Linked DNA regions of Gossypium hirsutum: region 2 is linked to region 1. The links are chromatin contacts, called in public Hi-C maps. All regions are on one chromosome and are shown on one strand. Each heading gives the region's core, a stretch centred on a gene start, on an enhancer-like site or on the middle of the called end of the contact. The rest is flanking DNA. Distances are from core to core; before and after follow the strand shown.

Region 1 (4,948 bases), core at 1,185-3,684:
CGCTGAGTCGTTGAGTTTAATTATTCATATCTTTACTATTTGCAATGTATGTTTAAGCAAGATTTCCCTAAGGATTAATGTTGTTTGATTCCCTTTACAGGTACCTCCATTCTTAGTCCGTAAGGTGTTTACACAGATATTCTCATTCATCAATGTTCAGCTATTCAACAGGTTACTGTTCATGCTGTTACTTTAATGCTTTACGCTTGGTTTTTTCTGCTGTATGCAGAAACTTTTTTATATGGCATACCAATACACTATTCTATTGCAGTCTTTTGTTGAGGAGAGAGTGTTGTTCATTCAGTAATGGTGAATATGTTAAAGCTGGGTTAGCTGAACTTGAACACTGGTGTTATGAGGCAACCGATGAGGTACCTTTAACTGCCTCCCTGTTTGCTTTCTGGTTCAAGGAGAATACTTGCAAAACTTGATAGATCTGTAAATGCAGTATGCAGGTTTAGCTTGGGATGAGCTCAAGCATATACGGCAGGCCATCGGTTTTCTAGTATGTTCCCATTCTTACAACACTTTAGATCTGTTCTTCCATTTTCTTGTTATGACATTCAAGAATAAAAGAAGTGGTGCACGATATCAATGTTATTCTATTTTTGATTTAGGTAATACATCAAAAATCTAAGAAAACACTGGATGAAATAAGCCACGATCTTTGTCCGGTAAGCCACTGGCATCACTACTGTCCAAATCTTCCCTGGATCTGAAGCCTTAAGCGATTTTCATTCTTCACCTACAGGTCCTCAGTATACAGCAGCTGTATCGTATTAGTACGATGTATTGGGACGACAAGTATGGCACGCATAGTGTGTCCCCCGATGTAAGTTTCAAGAGATGCAGTTTGTCAAACTAGATTAAAAGATATCCACTGGTTTAATAATATGACTTGGCTCGATTATCGACTTCTAGGTAATAGCCAATATGAGAGTGTTGATGACAGAAGATTCCAACAATGCTGTTAGTAATTCCTTCCTGCTGGATGATGATTCAAGGTTAGCATTTACATTCCACTATGTGATGATGATCTATTTGGCCCTCAACCTTTGTTTTTCACCATCTAGGATGCATTGCTCTTAAAGCTAATTGAAAACATTACCTGGAAACCAGCTGAGCTCGTTTTTTAACTGACTTCCCACAACTTTTATCGTTTTGCAGCATTCCATTTTCAGTTGACGACCTATCAAAGTCGATGGAACAAATAGACATTGCGGACATTGAACCACCGCCACTTATTCGCGAGAACATAGGCTTTAGTTTCTTGTTGCCACGTTCAGATTAATCAAATCTGATTCCAGCAATGGATTGCTTCTTCCAAGGTGTAGATTCACCTTCCAACCTCATTAACGGTGAATGTCCTTAAGGTGTTCATTCATCTTGCTTTAAGACTAGAAATATTTGTCCAAAATTTTGTTTTCACATTATAGGTCATTGATTCAAAGAGGAATATGTCTTTCTTCCCTACTTAGCACAGTTGTCTAAATTTTCACTTATGTTGTACAATTAGTTCATCCTTTTTATCTATGGGAAAAATAATTAAAGCAGAGAACTATTTTCACATTTTGCAGTATTTCTAGTCCAATCTTCTAGGCCAATTATTTCACTATGTAACATTTCCTCAGTTTACTCTTTTCCATGAACACACTATTACTACCAATAAATGCAGGACTTTGAATAATTAGTACCATATACTATGACAGTCCAAGAACTCATGACATGAGGTGTAGTCATCAAATGAAAGGAAAAAGGCACCAATCTAATAACTAATCACCAAGAAATAATAATTTTTTTTGACATATCAAGAAAATTGAAGTTTTCCTCCCATACTTGTACACTTGGAAAGATACTTAAAAAGAACAATTCCCTCAAAACTTGCTTTTTCCTTCATTGTTCACCAAGAAAACAATAATTTTGGCCATCCATGACCCAACTACTAACATTCAATCACATATTCATGATGTACATATATATATATCAATGCCACTAAAACAACAAAATGAAGATAGTTTCCTGAGTCGCAAGTAGAATATGAATGGGGTTGTCTTAAAAACACTAGACAGAACATCCAATGCTTAAACTGACACAAACCCAGAAGTCAAAATGAGATGATCGACCCAAAAAATGCAAGTTTAACAAGACGAAATGCCCTTCAAAGAAAAAATGAAAATCTTGTGTTGCTTATCTTGTTTGGCCATAGAGAAAGAGAGTATCCTTAAAAGGCTTGATAAAAGGAGGAACCAACTGGGAGAGCTTCCTCAAAATACTCGGAAAAGTAAATGAGGAAGAATTTTTTAAGTCAAAAGTCAAAACTATACTAGTAAAACTGTTAATGTGAAGTCGGATTCGGGTTGGACCCGGAAATAAGATAAACGGGTTCTGAGTTAACCAAAAAAAGGTTCATGGGAATGGGATATTGGGCTGTCTAAATTTCAAAAAAGAAATTAATAATAATAATAATTAAAATTTAACTCAACCTGGTAACGGCGTCGTTCGGCTTTTCTTCTCTAGTGCCGCTAGTTCAAGCTTTGCTGCAGATTTCTAAAATTAGATTTATCATTCGTTTTCTTTGATCTGTTATTGCATTGGAAACGATATCGGCTGGAATTCAAGATGGAAACTTTCATAAATCCCAAATCACTTTTTCATTTACTTTTATTACCATGTTTGCTTCTCTACAGTTCGATTGCATACAATTCTTCTCCTGTCGAAGCCGCCATGCATACTAACAATTGGGCTGTCTTAGTTTGCACCTCTCGTTTCTGGTAATAAAAACAACCTCAATTTGTGCACTTTTTCTATATTTCCCCTTTTTTTTTCTTTTCATTGAGTTTTAGGATCAAATGAATCATACTCGTGTAATATTGGGGATAATTAAGATAACCCATCTTTTTCTCCCTTAATTTTTTGTTTGATTTGATTTCTAGCTACATTTGTTTGGCACCAATCTGAAGTTGAGAGGATATAGGAGAGACTTTTAGATGCTATTTTGATGTGTAATTCATTTGATTGTTTGAACTCTGTGGCTTTGTTTGATTATGTCATTGTAAGTTTGATATAATGAAACTCTGCCTCTTTGTACTCTGAGAAACTTTTTTGTGTTTTGATATTTGCTTATTTTCTTTGTGCAAGTCCTTTTGACCCCTCAAACTAGTGGTAATTACTAATGATGAATAAACTATCAGCTTTCCGTTTTTCTTTATTAGAAGCTATTCTTTTTGTTAGTGCTGGTGAGGTGTTCCTCAGTCGATGATTTCAAAGCAAATGCTTTTTTTTACTTCTGGTTTATCAATGCAAAAGCAAATTCAAATGTGGTAATGGCTGTGGTCAAGGTTCTGCTCCTCAACAAAATTCTCTTTTCTCACCTTTCTATCTTCTGGAGCAATGAAATATTTAGATGTTTGTATGGGACAGCTATCTCGTTAGTTTCTGTCACTTAACAAGGAAGACAAATTCGAACAAGGTTGCACTACACTATTTTTAACTTCCTTCCTCTTACTGTATTTGATCAGCTAAAACAGAGCACAATGTAGAGTCCTGAAATTGTTAATTGAAATAATTGTGAATTTTCCCTTTCAGGTTTAACTATCGTCATATGGCGAACACTTTATCCTTGTATAGGTAACCAGGCACCAACCTAGTCTTTTCTTTTCTTTTCTTTTTTTCTGTTATAATTTGTTTATTTTGGTTAATTTTTTTTCCTTTGTTTGGATTTCCAGGACAGTTAAGCGACTAGGAATACCTGATGAGAGGATAATACTCATGCTTGCAGATGACATGGCCTGCAACACTAGAAACAAGTACCCTGCTCAAGTTTTCAACAATGAGAACCATAGACTCAACCTTTATGGAGATAATGTTGAGGTTAGTTCTTAGTGATCAATTACTTAATTGGCTTGATTGTGTGGGTCGGCACAGGCAAGAGGGGGGCAGGGAGTGTAGGCCACGTGGTGGGCATAGTAAGATGGTCTACCCTAATGTAACGTGCATGGTACCAAACATTGATTATCTTAGGTGTTTCACTGGGTGCATATTGTTGCATGTTGTGCTTGAAGGGTTGTCCTTTTTCCCCCTTTTATTACTCTGTTCATTTGACCAACCCTAATTTATCCAAGTTGTAATCACTCAGGTAGATTATCGAGGTTATGAAGTAACAGTGGAAAATTTTTTGCGTGTTTTAACTGGACGTCATGAGACTGCTGTTCCAAGATCAAAGCGGCTTTTGAGTGATGAAGGCAGTCACATTCTTCTATATATGACAGGGCATGGGGGAGATGAGTTTTTAAAGTTTCAAGACTCGGAGGAACTACAGAGTCATGATTTAGCTGATGCTGTGAAACAGATGAAAGAAAAGCACAGGTGAGAACATAGGAAAAAGCAAATGATACTATTTATCTACCCAATACTTTAAAGCAAAACATAGGTAGGAACCTTGATTCATGTTTTGCTTTATATGCACTTTGCTGATGCTCTATAGTTGTAATTGCTATGCGAAAATGGACTCGTACTGTTGCTGATGCTGCAAATTCAGATTTAAGGAATTGCTGATAATGGTGGACACTTGTCAAGCAGCCACTCTCTTTAATCAGGTTTTTATCTGCTTTAAATAGAGCTTTACTTCCTCAAATCTAACATTATTCAAAATTTTCCCATAAAATTATGCATTTCTGATAGGAATATTGCTCTTTGACCATTTATTTATGTGGAAAATGTGTTTATTTGTCAAAAGATTCAATTTTGTTCGAACTTCAAATAGATCCATTGCTGCATGAAATCACATTTTAGCCCACCTCCTGATAAGTATGTTGTCATATACATTTGCAATTCAGGACTGTTTTTGATTGCTTATAGATGCGACATTCTGAAACTTCTATGTTTGTAGGCAATAAAATGCACTTTATCTGATAACTGATCTGATGCTAAATTGATGATCTTTTTTCTC
Region 2 (4,948 bases), core at 1,193-3,692, 240 kb after region 1:
TACTATCACTATATACTCACTTCAATGATCAATCATTCAATAAACATACATATACAAGCAAATATTTCTATCCCAAATAAAAAAAAGTACAAACTAGAGTTTCTGAGTCACTCGTCGACAACTCTGGTTTTTCATTTCCCTCTCGAAGGTTTCGCGTCGACGTTAGCTACGTACGATACACAACATAATAAATAATATCAATTTCCATCAATTTACATTCAAACACAAAGTCATGCATATTTTACAATTTATTCAATTTAGTCCCTAAACTCGAGACAAAGATAACTTTCGATCGCAAGCTTTTGATTAAAATCCGATTTTTCACATTTACTCATTAAGGACCTTCTACTTTCTATTCTTACCACAATTTCATAACAGGTTTGCATTTTATTTAATTTGGTCCATAATATAACAAATCTAACAATCAAGATTGTTTAAGCTTTATAGTTTAGTCATTTTTATAATCTAAGCTTAATTTCTATCAATTTTACACCTAATTCATTCAATTCTCAACAATGGAAACTTATCAAAATCTCACTAATTGAATAAATTGATACAGGGGTTAGCTTAATCAAGCTCCCATGAAAAAAAATCTATAAAATCAAAGAAAAATGGATGGGGACTTACTTAAAATCTTGGTCGAATATCAAATAGATGATGACTTTTTCATCTTTTTCCTACTAATTTTTACTTATATAATTAGATTAATTTTAATTAAACATAATTAATTACTTTAGTCATGCTTGATTAAACATAAATCCTTAATTAATTTAATTTAGTGACAATCAACATCACATCCGACTATCATCTACTTAAAATTGGTCTATTAGCCATTTTAGTTCCTTGGATAATTGTTATTTAAGCTCCCGAGCCTTTTCCTAATTAAAAATTTATAGCGATTAAACTTGTACAATTTAGTTCCTGAGCCTTAATTAACCACATTTTCGGCTATTACTTAACCAAATTTTAATATATTTTTATACTAACTCCTTAAATATCTCTATTTAATATTTATAGATGAGATTTCGAAATCATATTATTCGATACAATTGAAAATCAGATTGTTACAAGATGAATTATGTATCATCTCCAATTTATAACCAACCACTAAAATTGGATATGAGACTTAAATTAAAATGTTAGAAATAATTGGACAAGATTACACACGCACATGGTATTTGAAAAATACTTCTAACTAGAAGTGTTTTACTGGAAAAACTGATAAAGTATTTAAATTGTGTGTTTTCCTTTACGAAATTATTGAAAATTTTGTGATAAATAAAAAATACCTTATAATTAAAAGTACTGCACTAAAAAAATCATAATAATAGCTTTTCTATTTTAATTATACAAAATAAAAGCTACCTACAATCTAATAGCCTAAAGTTTGTTACTATTTAAATCCAACAACCAGGATTTAAGAAGAAAATGAAATGATTGACGAAAAGTTTGTGTTTGACAAAAACATGCACTACACAAATTGTCTTGTCAACCAAATCACACTAATTACCTAAATAAAAATTGGGGTATGATATATAAGCATTTTTTTTCAACTGTGATATTAGTTAAAAAAAATATTCTAACATTTTATTGTATATTTTATGATGTTGAGTTAATGTCACTTTTAATTGGGTTTTAACTTGATTAAAAGAATTATAAAAATACCCTTTGATGTATAAATATATTATATTATTGTAAGGGCACTTTTATCTTTTTATTTTTTAAATAAAATTAATAAAAATTTACTTATGGTTTGATTTAGACTCATACCACCAACACTTTTAAAATAATTTCTTTACAAATTTAATCAAAGTTTTATTTTAATTCTTTTTATACATTTCAATGTTATTGTAGAAATTGTTTCACCCATTTGTTAGTGTATATTGCATACATGTGTGATAGAATTTTCGTATTAATAATGTCATTGATTAAGTTGGTGTTACGAATTAATTCGATACCAACTTATGAAAAACAACAACGCTATAATAAACAATTATAGTGTATTTAATTATTTATTTTGATGTATTTACCCATTTAAAAAAAATTTTATTCATAATTTAAACTATTTTTTAATTTTAATTTCGTACATATATTATTGTTATTAGTTTTAAATTGATGTTTTATTATTTATTTTTGTTATTTTTAAAGGTAGATGTGTATTTTAAATTCGATATTACCACAGTATAGTATTGAAATTTTATGTTATATAATTTTAGAATATTTATATATTTAAATATATTATTATCGTATATAATATTATTGGATCTTAGGGGGGAAAACCTCTAAAACCCTAAAAACAAAATAAACTAATCCGTTTATCAAGACATCTTTTGAACAGTCAAATATCAAAAGTCAATCATCTTACCTTCGTAACTTTCATCCAACGGCTCAGCTTACACGACCCCAGATTAAAATAAATAAAAAAACCTAAAACAAAAAAACAAAAACAAATTATAAACTAAAAATAATAAAAAATAAAAAAATCTGCAGAGATTTTCCTCTTTCTCTCTCTAAAACCTCAAAAATATTGAAAAACCAATGGAACGCAATGAAGCCCAACAACACTACTTCACCACCAACACCTCCACCACTGTCAACACCACTCCGTCACCGACTAATGGCCTTCTGCCGCCTAACGAGAGTGGAGGTTCCCACCACATGGTATACCCTCACTCCGTGCCTTCCGCGGTGATGTCACCCCTGGAGCCTGCGAGGCGGAAGAGAGGGAGGCCTAGGAAGTATGGCACCCCGGAACAGGCGATGGCCGCTAAGAAAACGGCGTCATCGACCTCTAAGGAAAGGAGAGAACATCAGCAGCTGCAGCAGTTGGCTCTTGGTGGCGCCGGTGCTTCGCTTTCCGGGTCTTCTAGGAAATCTCAGTTGGTTGCTTTAGGTAAAAGGTTTATTACTTTTGGTGTACCCTTTTTGGTGAATTTGATGGTTTTGGGTTTGGGAGTTGCAAAATTATTGAAAGTTGAGAGGCTTTTGGTGCATGCGATGGGACACCATTAGCTTTATATACTCTCTAGGTGTTTTTGGAAAAAAAATCAAAATTTCTTCTTCCGGTGCTTTTTTGGTGAAATTCGAGAACCTTTTGTTGCAAATTTGCTGGAATTGGGATTACTTTTTGGTGCATTACGTGAGAAGCGAATGCTTGTTTGCTGTGGTTGGGTTTTTTCTTGTTAACGAAAATTACTTTCTTTGTGGTTCCTATTCGTGAATTTGATGGTTTTGGGAGTGCTTGTGTTGCAAATTTTTTGAATTTGCGTGTGTTTTGGGTGCATTGTTTACGAATCGTTGCCTTTGTTTGCTCTAGGTGTGTGTGCTTTTTGAAAAATATTTTCTACTTTCGTCTATCGTTTTGCCAGTTTAATCATTTCTGGGGAGCTTATTGCAAATTTTTTGAAATTTATTAAGAATTTTTTTGATGTTTTAAATTATGATCCTTTGCCCTCTGTTTGGTTGTTTGGGGTGAACCCCGCTTCCCCATCTACAAATTTATTTTTAGTTGTTTAATTGACAACTTCTAATTTTAAAGAACTTTTAGCTTACGGTTACCTATAGGTTTCTCTATTTGTGTATGGTCATTGTCTTTATAATTTCCTTTGGCTTATTTATTTTGTTCCGTATTTGTTTTTGGTTGTAATATTTTTGAAATTTCTGATAATTTTTGCTGCATTTTTGGGCAGATTTGCATTTCTTTTAAAACCTTTATTTGTGTGGGGAAAAAGAAAAAAAGAAAAAAAATTCAATCCATTTGGGGGACATTTTTTCATTATGTGCAAACCTGATTTTAGATTTCCACATTACTTGATGGCAGTTCATTCTTCTGTATTCCTTTTTTTCTGTTCCTTTGCGAGGAGCCTTTTTTGTTTAACTTATAACTGCAAAACTGGCTTGCATGGTTGCTTTGATTTATTTTTCGAAGCTCCACGGGTTTGCTTTTGGCTAGAAGATGGTATATCTACATGTATCTATGTAGCTTTGGTTTCATAACCAAAATCCAGATCACAGTTGAGTTGTGTGTTCTACATGTTGATTGCTAGTTACTGGTGGTGGATAGTGCCATAGACTGAGCAGATTGGTTAAATAAGAAAAAAAATATGGGACTAATAGAGAAAAGGAAAGAGAAAAATCAATCTTTGAGTCACATGAATAATAGAGAAAAAGAAAATTTCCTTTTTCCTGTTGTCAGTAGGAAACTGGGAATGAGCCTTTTTCTTTTGTTCTTCAATTTGGATGGTAACCTTGTGTCTGTTATTTTTATGTCAAATTCATCAATACACCAGATGACTGTTCTGGCGTACACCTTTTCAAGAATTGTGCAATGTTGAATTAGGACAGATGAATGCATATTTTTAGTTAACCCTCTCCTAGAATATCATTTATATGAATCAAACTTTCGTTTTGTTTCATTTATGAATGTGCTTTTACCCCCACATACATTGTATGTTTCTCGTGGCTGTGTGATGTCTGGTACTTTGGTTCTTTAGTAGGTTTAGTTATCATTTGCTTCTAGTTGGTTCTGAGTTTCAATTAGATGCTTAATTCTTATTCCTGCTTCTTTCTAATTGGTGCAGGCAATGCTGGTCAAGGTTTTACTCTACATGTTATCAATGTAGTTGCAGGAGAGGTATGATGCTTATTACTTTTACAAGTTTTTTTAATATTTTAGATAGTCAGTTCTACACATCCTTGAGTCCTTGAGTCACAGATATTCATGCATACCAATCCTGGTGCTTTTGAATTTATATAATCTGTTGGAACTATTTTCCTGCATTGTCTAATTGTTTCCAAAAGCTGTGCTCTCCTTTTTTGTTAAAGAATTTGGTGTAGTTTTACATTTTTTTCATACCTTGAAGCAAGGTTTTGAGGCATGGTTCGATTTATAAAATGTCCCATTGATTTTGCCTCATCTATTGATAATAACATATTTCAAGTTCAGAAT

The links. Hi-C and Micro-C count contacts between places; a contact is called where the count stands out from the background.
Region 2: a contact with region 1 is called in a Hi-C map of leaf, with 1.9 times the contacts expected there. The contact joins the promoter of LOC107889263 here to the promoter of LOC107889289 in region 1. A contact is called at or near these places in 7 of 34 Hi-C or Micro-C datasets (anther, callus, hypocotyl and 1 more).

The regions. Positions count from the first base shown.
Region 1 is chrA11:107,777,033-107,781,980 of Gossypium_hirsutum_v2.1, forward strand. LOC107889289 (putative GPI-anchor transamidase) reads left to right here and starts at 2,435. Exons shown (of 12, transcript XM_041081669.1): 1 at 2,435-2,771; 2 at 3,586-3,627; 3 at 3,726-3,870; 4 at 4,136-4,365; 5 at 4,538-4,595. The coding sequence starts at 2,620. It overlaps LOC107889307 (myosin-11), which reads left to right. Exons shown (of 40, transcript XM_041081670.1): 34 at 101-171; 35 at 272-371; 36 at 449-505; 37 at 618-674; 38 at 752-832; 39 at 922-1,004; 40 at 1,168-2,097. The coding sequence ends at 1,291.
Region 2 is chrA11:108,014,596-108,019,543 of Gossypium_hirsutum_v2.1, forward strand. LOC107889263 (AT-hook motif nuclear-localized protein 14) reads left to right here and starts at 2,443. Exons shown (of 6, transcript XM_016813632.2): 1 at 2,443-2,893; 2 at 4,581-4,633. The coding sequence starts at 2,539.